Regions from separate parts of the Mus musculus genome. Here region 2 is linked to region 1. A link is a contact called in public promoter capture Hi-C data. All regions are on one chromosome and are shown on one strand. Each heading gives the region's core, a stretch centred on a gene start, on an enhancer-like site or on the middle of the called end of the contact. The rest is flanking DNA. Distances are from core to core; before and after follow the strand shown. Region 1 holds the start of Fbh1 (F-box DNA helicase 1). Region 2 overlaps Mindy3 (MINDY lysine 48 deubiquitinase 3).

What was found. Promoter capture Hi-C pulls out the DNA fragments that hold promoters and counts their contacts.
Region 2: a promoter capture Hi-C map of neutrophils shows a contact between it and region 1, with 2.9 times the contacts expected there. The contact joins the enhancer-like site here to the promoter of Fbh1 in region 1. A contact is called at or near these places in 13 of 39 promoter capture datasets (the 3T3-L1 cell line, the C10 cell line, the HPC-7 cell line and 7 more), 5 of 484 Hi-C or Micro-C datasets (the HPC-7 cell line, the N1E-115 cell line, cortical neurons and 2 more), 6 of 115 datasets of contacts at active chromatin or transcription factors (acute myeloid leukemia, astrocytes, bone marrow-derived macrophages and 3 more) and 2 of 9 other capture datasets (adipose tissue and liver).

Annotation. Positions count from the first base shown.
Region 1 is chr2:11,774,899-11,779,351 of GRCm38.p6, reverse strand. Fbh1 (F-box DNA helicase 1) reads left to right here and starts at 1,767. Exons shown (of 21, transcript NM_015792.2): 1 at 1,767-1,920. The coding sequence starts at 1,920. It overlaps Ankrd16 (ankyrin repeat domain 16), which reads right to left and starts at 1,599. Exons shown (of 7, transcript NM_177268.4): 1 at 450-1,599. The coding sequence starts at 763.
Region 2 is chr2:12,380,156-12,384,608 of GRCm38.p6, reverse strand. Mindy3 (MINDY lysine 48 deubiquitinase 3) reads left to right here. Exons shown (of 15, transcript NM_024185.4): 10 at 2,426-2,506. Among named protein-coding and RNA genes, the nearest start is that of Mindy3, 37 kb to the left of the region's middle. Within about 2 kb of position 1,763, at least 35 of the 459 cell types and tissues checked have an H3K27ac peak or open chromatin away from gene starts, as enhancers often do. A contact at or near this core is called in the HPC-7 cell line, acute myeloid leukemia, astrocytes and 3 more, where this site is marked.

The DNA.
Region 1 (4,453 bases), core at 518-3,017:
TGAAATTGTTTTCAGTGGTGGGAGAGTATCACCAACATCCCTGCTGGTGGCTCTGTAAGGCTAGAGGTGACAAAACTGCCTAAGAACTCAATATTCGGTGCATGGCGAACTGAATTTCATCAACTCTACTTATCCACTGTGGCCATGCAAATTAAACTATGTAATCGTGAACAGGAATTTTAGCAAGATGTCTCCAGAAAAACGCATCTTGGGCACACGAGTAGTACAATTCAACCGTTTCACTCCACTTGATTACATTTCCATACTCTTTCGACGGGAAACGATTGCCCTAACTAAAGAACCAAACCCACACGAAAGGGAGGTCGGGGAGAAGATTAGAAGCTGAGAAAAGTTATAAATCTAACGAACACACTGAAAAATACATGAAAATCTGCGATTCTTCAGGGAGTGTCGATATAGCTTTTCTGGACCGTGGGTTGGGCACCTACCAGTCCGCCTTCTTCAAGGAGTCCACGACTGCACCTCGGCCCAGGAGGTAGCGCACGCAGTCCCGGTGGCCCATAGAGGCAGCTTCGTGCAGAGGCCGCTTGTAGTCTCGGTTGGTAGCCTCGATGTCCATACTCCAAGCCTCCACTAGGTACGCTAGGATATCCTGGCGTCCGTGGCGTGCTGCACAGTGGAGAAGGGTGTCTCCGGCTGGCCCCCGGCAACCTCTAGCTACCGCCAGTTCCTCCTGAAGGTCACGCAGTCGGCCCTCTTGCACCAGCCTGCAGAGGCGCCGCGGATCCCCAGGCAGAGCCATCGCCCTGGACCAGGATGGACAAAAGTAGGAGGAAGACCCAGGTTCAGTCTTAGAGCAGATCTGTGCTATGATAGGTTGGGAGGTGAGAGAAGGCTGGCGCTTCCGCTTCCGCTTCCTCCACGTGACCCTTTTCCCCGACTCTCGGCACCGCCCCCTGCCCGCCCCCAGCCAGATTCTCTCCGCTAGCGTCTTTAATGCTTCTTGCCCTGGTTTGGAAGTCACAGTCTCCAAATGTAGAATGGTGTCCCCTCAGGCGACAACATGCACACTCGTAGGTCATTCTGGTTACCGCGCATCACACACGCGTACTCGTCAGGGTGGGGCCTCGGGCTCCCAGGGCTTGGGGTAAGGCTGTGTGCACCTGACATCCTGGAGCTGTCCCTTGCACCCGAGTGAACTGGGAACGGAAGACCTATCAGAATGGAGGGTGCCAGTGTACCGCGAAGTCCTGCACGCGGGACTTCTGGCCTCGCATCCCAGATGTGGTCTGCTCTCCACCGGACAGCTTCTGGGAATGTTTGCTGGGCTGCTCCGGTGGTAGCTGCACAGGCAGTCGAGAGCACGCTGCCCACCACCCTGGAACCTAGCTGGCCCACCCCTGGCCTGAGGATGTCTGCCGGACTGACAGCCGCATCCTTCGGCTGACCAGGCTCACAACAGCAAGGGTTTCTGGGGCCTCTCAGAGCTGGAACGGTGTCCTTGTGCTCCGCCCGATCCTCACCCAATCCGCAGCCGACCCCAGCCCCCTCCCCGCCCGCTGCTGTCTCCTGGGCCCCCGCGGGGACCCAGGGAGCTCTAAGGAACTCTGGGAAAGTTTCCTTCGCCTCCTCCGCGGTGGCGAAAGCACAGACGGGGCGTGGCTCTCAAGACACTGAGCCACGCCCCCTCCCGCTTCGCGTACGGATTGGTTCCAGAGTCTGTCCGTCCGCGTGACCCTTCCAGTTCGGAGTGCTTCGATTGGTTCACGGGCCTGTCCGTCGTCTCCGGTGGGAGGGTGCGTCTTGGCAGCGAAGAGGCGGAGCTCGCGGAGGAAGTCTGCAGTCGTCTGTGCTCGCTGTCTGGGCCGAAGGAGGGGCTTGCTGGTCGGGGAAAGGCTGAATGTCCGGCGGCATCGCCTGGGTGGTGTCGCCGCCGGGGTCCTGGGCCGGGCCGCCATAGTGCGTGAGACCGTGGACTTGGCGTGGGGTGCGAGCCGGGAAAACTTCCTATTGTGGGGTCTCCCGCGCAGGGGTCTTGGCCTCGGGGGTGGGGCCCTAGCTGAGGGTGGGCGTAGGAGCTGGCCGCGCCCGCGGTGGTCAGGAGTGGGCCTGCAGAAGGAGGTCGGATGCTCTCTGCAGACCCGCATCCCTTGGCCGCTCCCTGAGGCTCCGGAAGGGGCAGCACCTGAGAAGACAGATCCTCTGCCGCTGGCAAGCCTGGCTTGTCTCCACTGTAATGTTTTTGACCTTGGGCGAGTCATTGTATGCAGCTCCTGACGTTGGTGTTCGCCTTGGTAGTCTCCCACCCCCTCACCTGAACAGGTGATGGTGGTTAAGGGGACGCGAGAAGGCCTGGGGGGCTTTTGGAGGGTTCTTTGAGACCCGAGCCCGCTTTGTTGGCTTCCTTTCGAGGAACTAGACATTTAACCTAATGGTGTTTCCGTTTGGGAAGTAAAATGGAAGTCGCTCCTGCCAGGTTTAAAACAATTTCTTTGCATTTGGCAGTACATTCTGGTTCACTAAGCGCCTGACATTGTCTATTCCATAAACAGCCCATAGGTAGCATTCAGGTTTTAGAGACGAGGAAGGACGTCAAGGCCAAATGAAGTTAGTGATTTTTGCCACGTATTGGAAAGTTGAGGCATCTGATAGTTTCAAACTTTTTGCTACTTTGCATGGTTTTAAATCTCAACGTTTGGGAGACTGAAGCAAGAGGACCTTGAGTTCGAGGTTCGAGGCTAGTCTGGGCTGCCTACTCCTTCCTTACAAATGATTTCACGTGGTCTTGCCTTATCTCTCTTAAGTTTCTGGTCCTTTAAACAAAACCGAGAATCCTGGTTTATAAAAAGATGAAATTGGTTATTTAATTGGTATTCTAAATTAGATTCTGCCTCTCCTCTGCTCTATGAATTTCCTTTGCTCTGTGTTTTCCTTTGGGAAACTAGATATTTTTGGTGAATCTGCCTCCATAGCCCTGGTGATTTTTCTGGAGAGCGGTGGGTATTTATGCTTTAAGTTTATGAGTAGGGCTAGTACTTCTCTCTCTGTCTGGTTGAGCTGCCCATTTCTTCAGTGAAGGTCTTTGGAGGCCTTCAATTCCCTTGTAACTAACTGTCAATGGAATTGGGATATTCGATCTGACTTTTGCTGTGTTTCATGGATCTTTGGTACTTAGATGTCGTTGAGGGATCAAGGGATCAGTCCTTTAACATGTTTCCTGGTTTATGAATACATAAAAGTATTTGAATTCTAATTTCAAATGTGTTACTGTCGCATACACACACACACACACACACACACACGCCCATCTTATATTTCTCTGTTCCCCCAGGCTGACTTTAGTTTAGAAAAATTTAGATTTTTTCTTTGCTGTTCTGGTTTTGACAAAACTTGTAGAAATTATCACCAAAGCCAGCTCTTACATTGTCAATAGTTATTCGCATGCTCTTTGAAGACTTTTGATGTTTCATAGAACTCGAGGGAGCTTTAACTGGGTGTTCTACAGAACCTCTTAAAATAATCTGGACATGATGGCACACAGTTGATCAGCCTAGCATTTAGTTGGCCTAAGACCCTACTTCAGCAAAACAAAGCAGACCAACCACCAATCAAAACAACAACCAAACCACAAGAAGAAACCCTGAAAATTATTTTTAAAATGGAAACTTTAGGCCTTTCAGTGTATGAAAAATTATTAGAGCAGCCATTTCTTCCTTTGCTTTTTAACATAGCTAAAATCAGCTCCCTTAATGTTACACAAGCAGAGTCAGTTGTCCTCCATTTTCCTCTTGGTCTTCACACCTTGTTGATACTCACCTGTCCTTGCTACCCAACTTCTGTTCTCCGGCCTTCTCCAACTCTTGCCCAGCTGGTACCATGACTTTCTGACTTATTTTGCTGACAATCTCCATGCCTAGCTACCCTTGGCTGTGTAATGGCCTTGCTTTTAAAAACAGCACGTTACTCTGAATTGCCTATGCAATGAGTAAAGGACAGTGTCTTTAGCAGTATGTAAGAGGACCGTTGTAGTCTCTGGATCCAAATTCATTTTCCAGCCTGTCAGTTAGCGTTTTGTTCTGAAGAAAGGAAACGTTTCTGTCACACATTGTGCCATTCCTTTGTTTTTCATTCATATTGTTTTCTTGTGCCTAACTGAATCCCATTCATCACTTAAGGCCCATCCCTTTATGGAGATTCTTGTAACAGTCCTAATTATATTTACTACCGTAGGCCCTTATGTGTATATTTATGTAGTGCTTGGATTGCTGTGTGTTTAGCAATTTGTGTTTGTTTTGGTAGCTGCCTTATGGTCAGGCTTACTTATTTTTGTATGCTCTCCAATGTCTAAAATAGCATTAGCAACAGGGATACCATAAGGAAAGCCCTCATGGAGTTCATAGTAAATCTGGGAAATGGAGAAAAATGAAGAGGTTGAGGAATGAGTGAATAAATAATAGAAAATGGTTATCAGATATATGAAGATATATTGTGG
Region 2 (4,453 bases), core at 514-3,013, 610 kb before region 1:
CTGTCATGATGTGCTGATTTGAATAATTCCAGTGGGCTCTGTGCCATAAGACTGTAACCATGTCTGGTACCTGACATATGGGCAAATAGACTGATCTGGAGTATGAGGAGCATGAAGAGAATGAATTGGTATCAGTTTTATCAGCTATCCTTAAAGGAGACTGACTAGTTTATAACCTGGACATCAAACCCAATAGTCGGTGTCTAAAATGCTATAGGTAACCTCAGCAGTATGCAAGTTCTCAGCCAACACGTATTTACTTACGTTTCACCAGATAATTAGGGGAATGGCACAAAGGGAATGAATTATGTTTGAATAAATGTTATAAATCTAAACATTTCTCCATTCTCTGAGAGTGGAACAGATTGCTTTCTAATAATGACACTATCATTTAATTTATTTTCAGCATATATATTTAGGTACATAAATGAAGCAATACCTATTTATAACCTTTCTACACACACATGCACACACCAATAAAGAATGATGCTTTTAGCGGTGTGTTTAAAAATAAGAAAGCATAACTTATATCTCATAAAGATCACCATTTTGGATGTATATGGTTCTGTGGATGTTGCTATATTTGTAAAGCTGTGCAACCATCGTCCTTACCTAGTTCTGGAAGGTTTTCCTCACATACACACACCCCACTCCCCCAAGAGTAGGTCTAACCGGGCAGCCACTCCTTCTTCCTCACACCAGAAATCACAGTTCAACTTTCTGGCTCTGTGGGTTCCTTCACCTGTGTATTAGTAATTTCTTTCTTTCTATGTTGAGACCACTCTTGTTTTATAGTGTATCAATCTGTTTCCACCCATTAACTCATAGATGTTTCAAACTATACATTAAAAAAAAAACAAAATCCTGTTCCTATTGTAAAACTTTAAATGTAATTTGTCCTGAAGAATAGAGTAGCTAGAGTCTTCTCTATTCATTCTCTCTCTCTCTCTCTCTCTCTCTCTCTCTCTCTGCCTTTATAAGGAGGCTTTATCATTAATTATTTACCTTAGTAGTCTCAGGAAGAAGAACAGATTAGCCTAGTCTAACATGATTTGCAGAAGCAATTGTTCTGATTGCTAAGAACTTAATTTGGGTGTTTTTAATACTTAGCCATCTAACCCTTTGAACATAATTCAGAACTATGCATCAGCCTCTCCTTTTCCCTTTACGGCCACACCTACCTCCCTTCATTATGGAAATATCTTCATGATTCATATTTAAGACTTCAGAGTGATAATTTCCAATTTTAGCTGTTATAAATACTGCTACTGTGAACATTTGTCCACATATTATTTTTATAGCCATATGTTTTTACATTATGGTGTACTCAGGATTAAATTGCCTGGCCACACGGTAATTCTATTCAGCTATTAGAGCACTTTGATTTCCAAAATAAGGACAATGTTGTGTACTGTGGTGACTGATTTTATGATCAAATGCACCATTAGTTCAGCGGTTTCAACTATAACATTTTACACCCCCCTTTTAAACCTCTACCTTAAGTGAAGCACACTTGCCTTTTCTAAGAGAAATTAAGCAGCAGCTAGAATGTCCAGTCTGTGACTCAGTCTAGGTGCCCGGGCAACTGTTTGTGATTCTAGCTCTGCAGTTGGTGCTTAAGTTCAGCCAGGCCCTGCCTGCCACCATGCACCTCTCTGTACTCTCTCAAGCGAGGTCTCTTGTTGCTCAGCTCCACAGCCACATCGACTAACTGAGCAGCTGCCCTTTCCTCACTCATTTCCTCTCCACTGCCCTCAAAGGAGCCTTCCTATTTGGTGGGCATTCTGTTGCATGTTAGCGCAGCTGACTCATCCCTGCTTTCATAGGGCAAGGGAACTAAGTTTTCTGCCATGAATACAAGAGTTCCTGTTTTCCACCTCATGGTGAGAGTAAATTCCCAAGGGCTGTTGTGCTGCTAAAATAGGGGCTGCTGGCTAAATAGAAAAGGATAATGTGCCCTGAGTGCTGTAGGTCATTTCTTACAGTTTCCCAGTCTGAGGAGGAAAAGCAAAGGAGATTGCGAAGATTCATTGTTTTCAAAGGAAGTGTCCTCATGGAAGTGTAGAGTCAGTTGGTGTAAACATGATAGGCTGTGTAAATCTGTCTTATGTGCTCAAAATTAAACTTTTTCTCAGTCACAAATGAAGTGCTTAGAAGCTTTGTGGCACAATCTTATATAGGATTTCTTGATCTAAAGTCCTCATTTCCAGCTGTGACACATGTGTATGTAAGATCTGCATTGCAGTGTCTGGTTTAAAGATGCAGTATAAGCTTAGACACAGGTCCTGTCTGCACTTACCATCTAACCTCTGTGGTAAGAAGTGTTAATGAACGCCTGTTATGTTTCACATATTTCTGCACAAATATTTAAGGGACAGCATAAAATCTTTCATTTATTTGTTTTACTTTGCTGAATTTATTCTAGGTTGGTTCTTACTTGAAATCTCCAAAATTCCCTATTTGGATTGTTGGCAGCGAAACTCACCTCACCGTATTTTTTGCCAAGGTATGCTTATAGGGGACTTTTTTTTTTCCACAATGATATTAGCCAAACAAGTAATATTGTGAGTCCATATTTAGTTTGATCTTTGTGCAGATGAAAATCCAGCCAGTAATAAATGGAATGTTTCCCAGAAATCTTATCAGTTCACACTACAGAAAACACTGTTGCTTTGCTCTGGGGTTGGAGTCACCTCAGTGAAGTCCTTCCTGACTCCATTACATGTCTTTATCTCTGCTGACTCAAGAGCTCTGGCTTTTGATTTTGTTTAGAAGTTGCTGAGATGTGGAAGAAACCATTTTAGTTTTATTTTAGATTCTTACATAAAATGGTTTCTAAATCTTTCTTTTTAACAAGACGTAATATTTTCCACAGTGGGGTGGTAAAAGCTTTGGCATCAAACACCTTCATTTAAACCCTAGTTTCTTTGCAACATCTCTTGGGCTCTTTTCCTCTGTGTTTACAGTAGGGCTTTTTAACAGTACCTAGGTCTTAGAAGTGCTGTCAGCCTTAAATCTAAGATATTTAGTGGTGTCTAGCACAAGACAAGTGCTCATTACTCTATGAAAAGTTTTCCAATGTCTCTGATGCTGTTAAGAACAAAGTGTCAGAGCGTGGACTGATGCGGGCAATGTAAAAGTGTGTCCTTGAGGTTCCTTACTCCAAGAGACTCTGGGAGTACGCGTTTCCCAGGGTAAGGTCCCGTCTCTAAGAATTCTATCACTTTCACTGAACTGGTAACCTCATTTTTATTTTATTTTCTTCCTGCTTTTATTGTGTTAGCCAGCGTCCAGCTTACAGCTACAGAGTAAGGTACATGTTACTTTTCCTTAACCTGGAAACTGTATAAAAGTACAGGCCACCATGATACATGAGCGTTGTTGTTCATTTCCCTTTCAAATTAGGGAGGATAAAATCAAACTCAGAAGCAGGAAACATATAATTCCGAACAAATATTTCACTATATATTTCTAGAAAAGATAATCAGTTTAAATTTACATGGATAGTGTATTTTTAAAACAATTACTTTATGTCCAACCCTATTCTTTAGCATTAGGAAAACTGATATGAAACTATACAAGTGTATTTGTGGAGGGGGCACTTGAAATTTTGGGGAAGGGCTCTTATTATATAGCCAGGGCTGATACTGTACAAGAATCTTCCTGCATCAATGGAAAAATTACATAAATAGTAAATGAAACTATTAACATTCATTTGAGTTCAATTTAAAATATTTTAAAATATAAAGTCTTTGTATACTCTTCATTACATAGAAAATACTAGAAGCTTTGCTGTTCTTATAATTATAAAAGGAACTATTCATTATTAGTTTGACCTTTTGAGCATTCAGAATTTTCCTATATCAAAATACTTTATTTTGAGCATTCACATTTACCTATATTTTCGCTGTTATTTTTTGTAGTTTGTTTTGATTTTTGTCTGTTACTTTGTGATTAATTTATTCACTCTATATGCCCTATGGCCTCAAAGAAACATAAGTTGAATCCCCCATCTTTTATTAGAAATAAACTATCATATTACATGAAATTGACCTGTAAGGTCATTTCCACAGACTGCTCTGTGTGCCGTGTTCTTGGTTTTTACTGGATGGAGTTAGGCCCCTTTGTTCTGTGCTCACAGGTTTCAGCAGCCTATAAGGAAGCATTGTTTCTTGTCTGCAAATGGTTGGAGACCTGATGCACTGTACAGAGGCTGCAGCTGTGTTCCTTTATTCCTATGCTTGGTTATCAGATGGTTTCTCGGGATAGTTTATGCCTGGAGTTATGCCAGGTGCTGTGAATGCAGTGTTAAACAAACATAGACATTGTTCCTGCTCTTGCAGAAGTATGTATCTGAATGGAGGAGGCCATGGCTGATGCTCAGAAGTTTCCAAGAGTGATAAGTCTTGACAAAGCTTAGGTCTATAATACCACAAGGATTCTTCTGAGCTTT